Regions from separate parts of the Zea mays genome. Here region 1 is linked to region 2. Evidence: chromatin contacts called from public Hi-C data. All regions are on one chromosome and are shown on one strand. Each heading gives the region's core, a stretch centred on a gene start, on an enhancer-like site or on the middle of the called end of the contact. The rest is flanking DNA. Distances are from core to core; before and after follow the strand shown. Region 1 holds the start of LOC100283596. Region 2 holds the start of LOC103635716.

Evidence for each region. Hi-C and Micro-C count contacts between places; a contact is called where the count stands out from the background.
Region 1: a Hi-C map of ear shows a contact between it and region 2, with 6 times the contacts expected there. The contact joins the promoter of LOC100283596 here to the promoter of LOC103635716 in region 2. A contact is called at or near these places in 2 of 25 Hi-C or Micro-C datasets (ear and tassel).

The regions. Positions count from the first base shown.
Region 1 is chr8:114,279,843-114,284,159 of Zm-B73-REFERENCE-NAM-5.0, forward strand. It overlaps LOC100283596, which reads right to left and starts at 2,197. Exons shown (of 7, transcript NM_001366685.1): 1 at 1,920-2,197; 2 at 1,696-1,814; 3 at 547-632; 4 at 342-382; 5 at 84-250. The coding sequence starts at 2,091.
Region 2 is chr8:113,829,293-113,833,273 of Zm-B73-REFERENCE-NAM-5.0, forward strand. It overlaps LOC103635716, which reads right to left and starts at 1,788. Exons shown (of 5, transcript XM_008658101.4): 1 at 864-1,788; 2 at 578-704; 3 at 236-477; 4 at 1-94. The coding sequence starts at 1,788.

The DNA of each region.
Region 1 (4,317 bases), core at 947-3,446, 450 kb after region 2:
TGAGGCAATGTTTTAAAAAAGAAACATTGGCTGACTGGTTATTAACTAAAGAAATTTCAGAAGGACAAGATTGAATTAATCACCTTAACTAGAACACTAATGGTGAAAAGGCCAAAAACAGCACCAGATGCTCCAAGTGACACAGAGGATGTTGGAAGAGCTAGCCATGAAATCAAGTTTGCCCCAGCACCAGTCAAAATGTAAGACATCCAGAGAGCAAAGTTACCCTCTTCCTCCTCGACAAGCTTTCCTGTATATTCAGATCAGCAATAGGCATCCTTTAACTGAATTTTAAGTTCCAACCAGAGCAGAGCATTCATTTTTTAGCAATCAGCTCTCACCAAAGATATACACAAAGAATAAATTGCTTGAAAGATGATTCCTGCAGCAAATAATCGATGACTTAATGAGTAACCAACCTCACAAAAGAAGTATATGGATGAACTTATAATGTATCCATCAGTTGTACTCAACTTTACCAATTATTAACATATCCAAACAGCAAGAAACCAATTAAATTGATCTGAAATAGTAAGTCAAACTAACCAGTTGGCATGGCAAAATGTTGATGTCACAAACTGGAACCATGAAGGGAATGCATGATACAGGTATAGTGATTTTATTTGCCGAATCTGAAATGCAAGGGAACATAAATTGACAAGTAAATATACAGTTCAGCACATGAAAAAAGGTATATACGTATATGTGCCTATTTTCTTAAGATATAAACAAAAAAATTGAAATATCCCTTATCAAAGGAAAGAGCGACTACATCAATCCTCATTTTACCCTTCCATTGATATAGCCAGTCGGTCTAGAATCTACAATAATTTAATTGATGGAATAACACCACTCTATGGATGTTGAATAAATATATGGGCTAGCCATAAGATCCTAAAAAATAGAACACAAATAATCAAGTAAGGGTGGGACAATAATGCCAATGTAATGCATGGAGAAGTGTAGGTCAAATGTTGTTTGCCCAAATCTCTCTCTTTTAGCCAAGATTGCCAGAGTAACTCGAATTTTCTTGGGATAACATCATGCTTGTTTGTGCATCATCATGAATCAAATGCATTTATAATACAGACACCGAATACAAAGCACGCTGTGATATGAACCCTTTTCTATTAAAACAGGTGCAAGATATGATAAATGTATTCAATGATCCAAGAGTAGAAACGAATACTGATGTCTAACAGGCTAAAATCCTTATATGTTCACCTAGGGTTGAAAATAGCTGGGCAAATTGTTTGAAACCATGATGAAACAAAAAAAAATGATGTATTTATTTCCTGAATGAGGGAGTGACTATGATTAGTCCGTTAGCTTGAACCTGTAAACCTTAATCTATACCAGTAAACATATTTGTAGCAGTCAAGTACAACATGGTTCTAAAATAAATGAAACAAAATGCTCAGCCTGACACAATCTGTCCTCATCCGCATCTAACACAAACAAATGCTCCATAAACATCAGGAGCTATCAGTTCAGTTGTGAATAAATTCGAAAGTAAATAAGCAAATATTGCATATATTATATTACTCTTATGCATGGTGTGTTTGGAAATCGAAATTTGTATCACCCTGCTGATTGGACAACACAAATCTGCACAACAAGGTGCATCTTTTTGCAGGATGAACATGCATCACGGAGGGTTTATGTTCCGCTTCAGGGAGGCGAGTCGAGCCATACCTGGAACAAGTGGTCGGCCATGTAGATGCCGAAATTGAGCAGCAAGATCCAGAAGATGCCATTGGCGCGCCTGCTATGCGGCTGCTTCTCCTTGGCAATCTCCAGTTCTTCGACCAAGCCTGCTCACAGAAACGAGGCCATCTTAGCCAAACATCTTGCTCAGTTCGTCAAAAATCCTCGCTCAAAATCGGCAGGACTGAAGCGCAGCAGTGCCGGCTGCTCACTTGAACGCTTCGTCGCGTACCGGAGCAGGCCCCGCCGGATGCCGGGTGCTACGGGAACGGCGGTAACGGGGACAAGGTGGCGCCGGGGGAGGTAGGAGAGAAAGGGAGAGGGGAGGGCCTTCAAGAAAGTTCTGGAAGGGGCGGGGAGGAGGAGCAGCAGCTGCTGCGCCATGGCTGGAGCCTAGAGGTGCCCTCCCTTCCCTTGCTTGTGCTGGGTTTTGGGGAGGGGAGGACTGGCATCTATGAACGCGAGGCCCACTTTCACAGGAAGGTATTTGTTCCAACCGTGTCATGCAGGCTAAGAATTTACTTTTTTGCAGCATGTTCACCCCTTATGTTTCTTGTTTCTATGGTAAGATTGTATGCCGTCATGGACCCTCAATTTTTACTAGTGTACTGCGCGCGTTGTATCGTTTTTTTCATATAAGCATGTCTTAGTGCATGGAAAGTGTACATGAACATGGATAAAAGTTTTTGAGCCATATAAGTACATGGAAACAAGATAAGACATATGCAAAATATGTTGTTTTACATTTTTTTCCTTTTGATAAGCATGTTGTAGTACAAGGAAATTGTACATAAATATGGAGAATAGTCGTTATGGGGCTTGGGGCACATAAATATTTGAGAACAAGATCAGAAGCAAGTAAATTATGTTGCTTTGCAGCAGCTGTTGATGAATTTTAAGTGAGAATTTTGGCACTAAAAGTTGTAGTGCGAAATGAGATTACAATACTTAATAAGTAGTTCTTTGGTGGCAATGGTAGTTCATGTTTGGTGAGTTGATATGTGTATTTGTCGATGACCTGTGATCAATAAGATAAATATTATTATCTAACTTTGGTAGTCCAAAGTGGGAGATCATTATTCTACTAAGGAATTTGCATGTGTTTAAATGGGAAAACAATTTTCACCATTTGTTATTGAGCCATTAACAGTAAACATATTCGAATTTACCTCTGTACTTTATGATGCATCAAAATATACTAGGACGCGTCGAGCCTGTCAAATATATTTCATTAGGTTGTATATCTAGAAGATGCTTTGTTAAAGTTGCTAACATTATCAAATAAGAAGCTTTGTACCGTGTTTGATTCATAAATTTGTATTGGTAGAGTATTAGTCTGAGGTAGTTAACTGTGAACACAAGATTACAGAGGATTCGTTTTGAAGTAATGTTTTCGAATACTTACTTCTTTGGTGACAATGGTAGTTCATGCTTGGTGAGCTGATCTGTGTATTTGTCGACGACCTGTGATCAATAGGATAAATATTGTTATCTAACATTGGTAGTCCAAAGTGGGAGATCATTATTCTACAAAGGAATTCGCCTATGTTTAACTCAGAATACAATTTTCACCATTTGTTATCGAGGCATTAACAGTAAATAGATTTGTATTTCCATTAAAATATATAAGTTAAATATGTAAGTACATTGAATTTATCTTTGTACTTTGTGACACATAAAAATATGCTAGAATGTGTCGAGCCTGTCAAATATATTTCATTAGGTTGTATATCTAGAAGATGCTTTGTTAAAGTTGCTAACATTATCAAATAAGAAGCTTTGTACCATGTTTGATTCATAATTTCTGAGGTAGTTAACTGTGAACACAAGATTACAGAGGAGCAGGTGTACAGAGGGGGGGAAATGAAAACTAGGGAGGAGTGTTGTTGTGTTATATATTTGTTGTGCTTTACCTGGTGTAGTACACGTGTGCTTCATGAATGACTGGATTAAAGTACCATGCACTTGCTGTAGTGCCGCTTAGATATGATTGGCCTATATAGCAACTAATATGGGTAAATAATGTAAATGTTGCTCTGAAATATTTAAAGCATAACCTTTGAAACATTTAGCAAGGCACCCAACAAACATTATGACAATAGGTTTATTGTTGCTCTGATTGCAGACATCATCAATGGAGAAACCTGATGCTTGATCTCCCCAAAGCGTAATTGTTAGAGGTGTCACTAAAGAAACAATAATAGCATGGTTCAATATAAGTAGCTTAGTTGTTACAAGGGGTAGTGCTGAAAGGATTTTTTTAGAATTTGCTACATTATGTATGTCGCAAGATGGTAGCAGCGGTGCATAACTAAGAACTTGTTACAAAAGCATATTCATAACATATCAAAAGTTATTTGAGGTCATGATATGGGATGACTTATTTTTATACGTAGATGAAACAGTGAAAGTCTATATGAGATACAATAAATGCTTTCTCTTTTTTTGGTTTCGTGGTCAAGCATATCAATAAGATTAAAATACAAGATGAAATGAATATATGTATAAAAAATTTAGGTACATATACATGTATAGAAAAACAATGTTGTACAATTCACTGAACATATGTCTAAGATTTGTAATAAAAAAGGAAAAAAAAATACATTTTGT
Region 2 (3,981 bases), core at 538-3,037:
GCCTGTTCCTGCTGCGTGACTGCTTCAGGCGCTGCTGCTTCCGCTACGGTGGTTTGTTGTTGTTCCTGCGGCGTGATCCCCGGCGGCTGAGCAACTACGCATGCATGCGATAACAATGGCATTACGACTAGGGCATCAGGGTTTTCAATTTACAGGAAGCATGGGCATGAATGGCCTATATATTTTTGAAAGAAAAATGGCATATATATATGTACATCAGAATTTCGACCCTCACCAGTTGTTGCAGCAGGGGCGGCTGAGAGTATGCTGTTCAACATATTGACCTCGAGCCCCATATGCGCATGGTGGTGGTGGCTCGCTGGTGGCGGCGCGGGGGTGACGACGGCGTTGGTGGTGGTGTATTCCGCCGCCGCAGCACTGTCGTAGCTAGAGTGCATCTGCCCGCTGTTTCTTTTCATCATCTCCACGCTGCGCGCTATAAAATTGTGAACCCACACGTGGTTGCGCCTGCGGAGACTGAAACAAAAGGGATGCAACACCAGATTAATTGAGATCGTTCTTTATAGTATATATATACAATAATACAGCCGTTAATTGTTGTGTTTGAGACACTTACTCATGGTGCAGCAGTTGGTCCGTATGGAAATGGCCATCTGCGCCGATGGACATGCGATCGACGATCGCATGCTGGAAAACCATCCCCGGCTCCGATGCATGCACCGTGAAATGCATCCTCCACCTCTCTGCATAAATGTGTGTTGAGAAATCTGAGAACGAAATGTGTGTCGTTGGCCGGGGTGAATTGGTGTAGAATTTAAACTACATGGGTTCATAGGCATAATACAAATGAGCTCTAGAGAAATTAATCGGAGTTGGACAACGACACACTTCCTTATAATTACCATCTTGACGCACAACCTCCCGGACTGAGTGGCACCGGGAGCAGTCGAGTTGGCCGCGGACGATTGGCCGGAACCAGACGTCCTCCTTCACAGGGTACACGTCGTTGATGAGCGCAGCCGCACCACCGCTGCTCTCCCCGCGTTCAAGGTTCCTGACGACAGCCGCAAGCTCTGCCTGCCCATTGTTGACGAGCTGTTCGTACAGCGAAGGGCTCGGGCGATGAGGGTGGGGGATGACGCCGCCATCGGCGAGCAGCATCTGCATGTTACGCTCGACCAAAGAGGCTTCGTCGGCCCCGCCGTCGCAGAGCATCGTCGTCGGTTCCGCAAAGCCGCCGCCGCCATACGCATGACGACGATGCATCTCGGGGGGCAGCATTTGATGACTCGGCTGCTGGATGTCGTTGTTGTCTATGGCCATCGGCTGGTGGTACTCTACGTCCAGCATGGCGGATGATGGCTGGTAGTTCCCGGCAGCGGCGTCGACGATGGGCGCCGCCGGCACAGGGAGGCCGAAGTCGGGCGCCGCGTTTAGCGTCGTCTCCAGCGCCGGGTGTCCCTGGAACTCGGTGGTCGTCAGCGCGTGGACGCCAAAATCCGGCGCCACTGTCGTCGTCAGCGACTGGTGGAGCGCGGGGTGACCGTGGAATCCAGTTACCGGCGCCTGCTGGAGGCCAAGATCCGGCGCCACTGTCAGCGTCTGTGGTGGTGCCGGGAGGCCCTGGCCGCGGCCTGATAAATCCGGCGCCGCGTTACTCAGCGTCTGTGGCGCCGCCAGCTGGTGGCCCTGGACATGATCGGTGGTATGGCGGAGCCCCACTCCAGTGCGCTCCGGTTCAGACAAGGGGAACATGTGAGCCTCCGGGCTAGGGCAATGCAGGAAGCGGCCGACGTCGCCATCGGCATCGTATGGCTCGTCGGACATGGGTTGCAGCGGTGTCTGACGATCACCGGAGGTTGGCGGCGCATGTAGAGGCCAAGAGGGTGTGCGTGGGAGCGGGGAAGATGTCGGATTTGTGCAGCAGTGAAACGCCTGGCCATGGACGGTGGCGGCGAGCGAGAGGGGTATTTGTGTTTTGTACGACGACGCCAAGGGGCGCGCGGCGGTTGGCGGGGTTTTTACGCGCGCGCGCGACGGGGCGCGACGGTTGGCGGCGGCACCGGTTCGCATGCGCGCGCCACTGTCACACACTCACACTGTCACGTGCCGGGTTTGAGTTTGGGCGCGGTTTGTTTGTAGCCATCAGATGCGCATCGAACCGTGCCGGGTGGAGGCAACCGTATGCATGCCGGGGACTTGGGGACACCGAACACGCGTTGCCACTTGCCACGTAATAACTAAATGACGGCACGAATGATTCCCTGGATGACACGTGCCTACAATGTCATAATGCGTCTATTGTACCGATTTTTTTGCATTTTAGTTTTTTTAAAACATATTTAGACATCTGAAAAAATATTTTCGTTTTAAAACTCTTTTTTCGATGTTATAGAGTGTGATATGGCTCGACGTAGCCTATAGCGCCAAGTTATTGATATGCGTGTGCAAATCGAGCTTACGGTAACGTGAGTACGTGACCGAGCTCGACCTCGACGCATGACACCCAGCTCCCGTCTCATGCACATGCAACGTTGCGACTTGCGAGAGTGAGTGGGCCCAAAGCAGCACATGCACATGCAACGTTGCCTCCTAGCTCTGTCTGTCGGTCAGAAACCGCTAATCCTACTCGGGCCGTCTGCAGCTTGCACACCCACACACGAGAATCTGATTAGGAGACTTAACTTTTTATGAGCTAATAAAAGATGCATTTTTCACTCCAGCTGTAATTATGGAAGGGGCCAACAATGGATGCTTCGGTTAGGACTAGAAGAAATGCTCGTGGCTCATAGTCTCGTTCGATTCGTGGACAGTTCGGCTCGACTCGAATCGGATCGTTTGAATTTTTTAATGAGCTGAGCTGACATCTCACCTCGGTTCGTTAATAAGCCATCTCGGTTTATTAACGAGCCAGCTCACGAGTTAAACGAGCTATCATATTTACTATAAGCATATCATTTATGTAACAATTGATAAACATGTTATATGTATGTGTGTCTCTCAAAAATTGCATTCGAATTTGTTAAATTAAAAATGCAAATTTTGCAAACAACCTCGATGGAAAAAGTATTAAAATAAAAGTTGTAGAACTTCAAAATTTATGAAACGACTTTGTAGTTTAAAACTTTTTCGTTTGAATTAGTTGTACAAATAATTTTTCTACTGGCCCCTAGCATTAGCAGTTCTGAAAAACGCCACTGCAAATGTGTTTAGAACCCCATGTATAGAGCTTCTCTGTGCTAGTGTTAAATTAAACTATGTGAATATAACTGTGGATTAAAATGATGAACATGTATGTAAATTGTGAATTGATGAGTGATAAGTTGTGTTAATATAATTTGATGTTACATCATTGATGTTGTCTGTGAAACTATATAAGTATGATTACTATTTTCTAAAATTAAATAAAAATTAATTATAGTATATACAATTGTTTTTTCTACTCTGGCTCTCGAGCTAGACAAACTAATTCAAGCTTGTAAACAAGCCGAGTCGAGTTTGACTCTATGGCTCGTTAGCCAAGTCGAGCCAGCTCGAACTCGGATGAGTCAGTCAAGCTGGCTCTATATCCAACGCTAGCTTCAATATCGTGCTATCCCTTGTGTTATATGTAAACACGAATACATGCATCTGTCGAACGGAGGTAAAAGATGCCTTTATTACCTTGTGTTATTGAAAAGGAAATTACATGAAATTAATATCCATTCATGCACAGAAGAAATTACAGAACAACTAACTAAACATTCAGGACACTGGCTGTCACACAGAGAGAGACACGTACAAAAGCATAAGTGGACTCACACTACAACCGAAGCAATAAAACAATTTGAGGCTCCAAACAAATGGTAAATCGTAATGAGCGGTAAATCAAACGCCGCACAAAATTAGCATGCAAGTCCTGCATGCAAAAGATTACCGTAGCGTCTACTCAGTAACACAGTGGCAAAGGCCTACGTGCTAAAGAAGCAACCACAATGTACATCCACAGACGGCTAGATGTTTTCCACAGTAAAAGTAGAC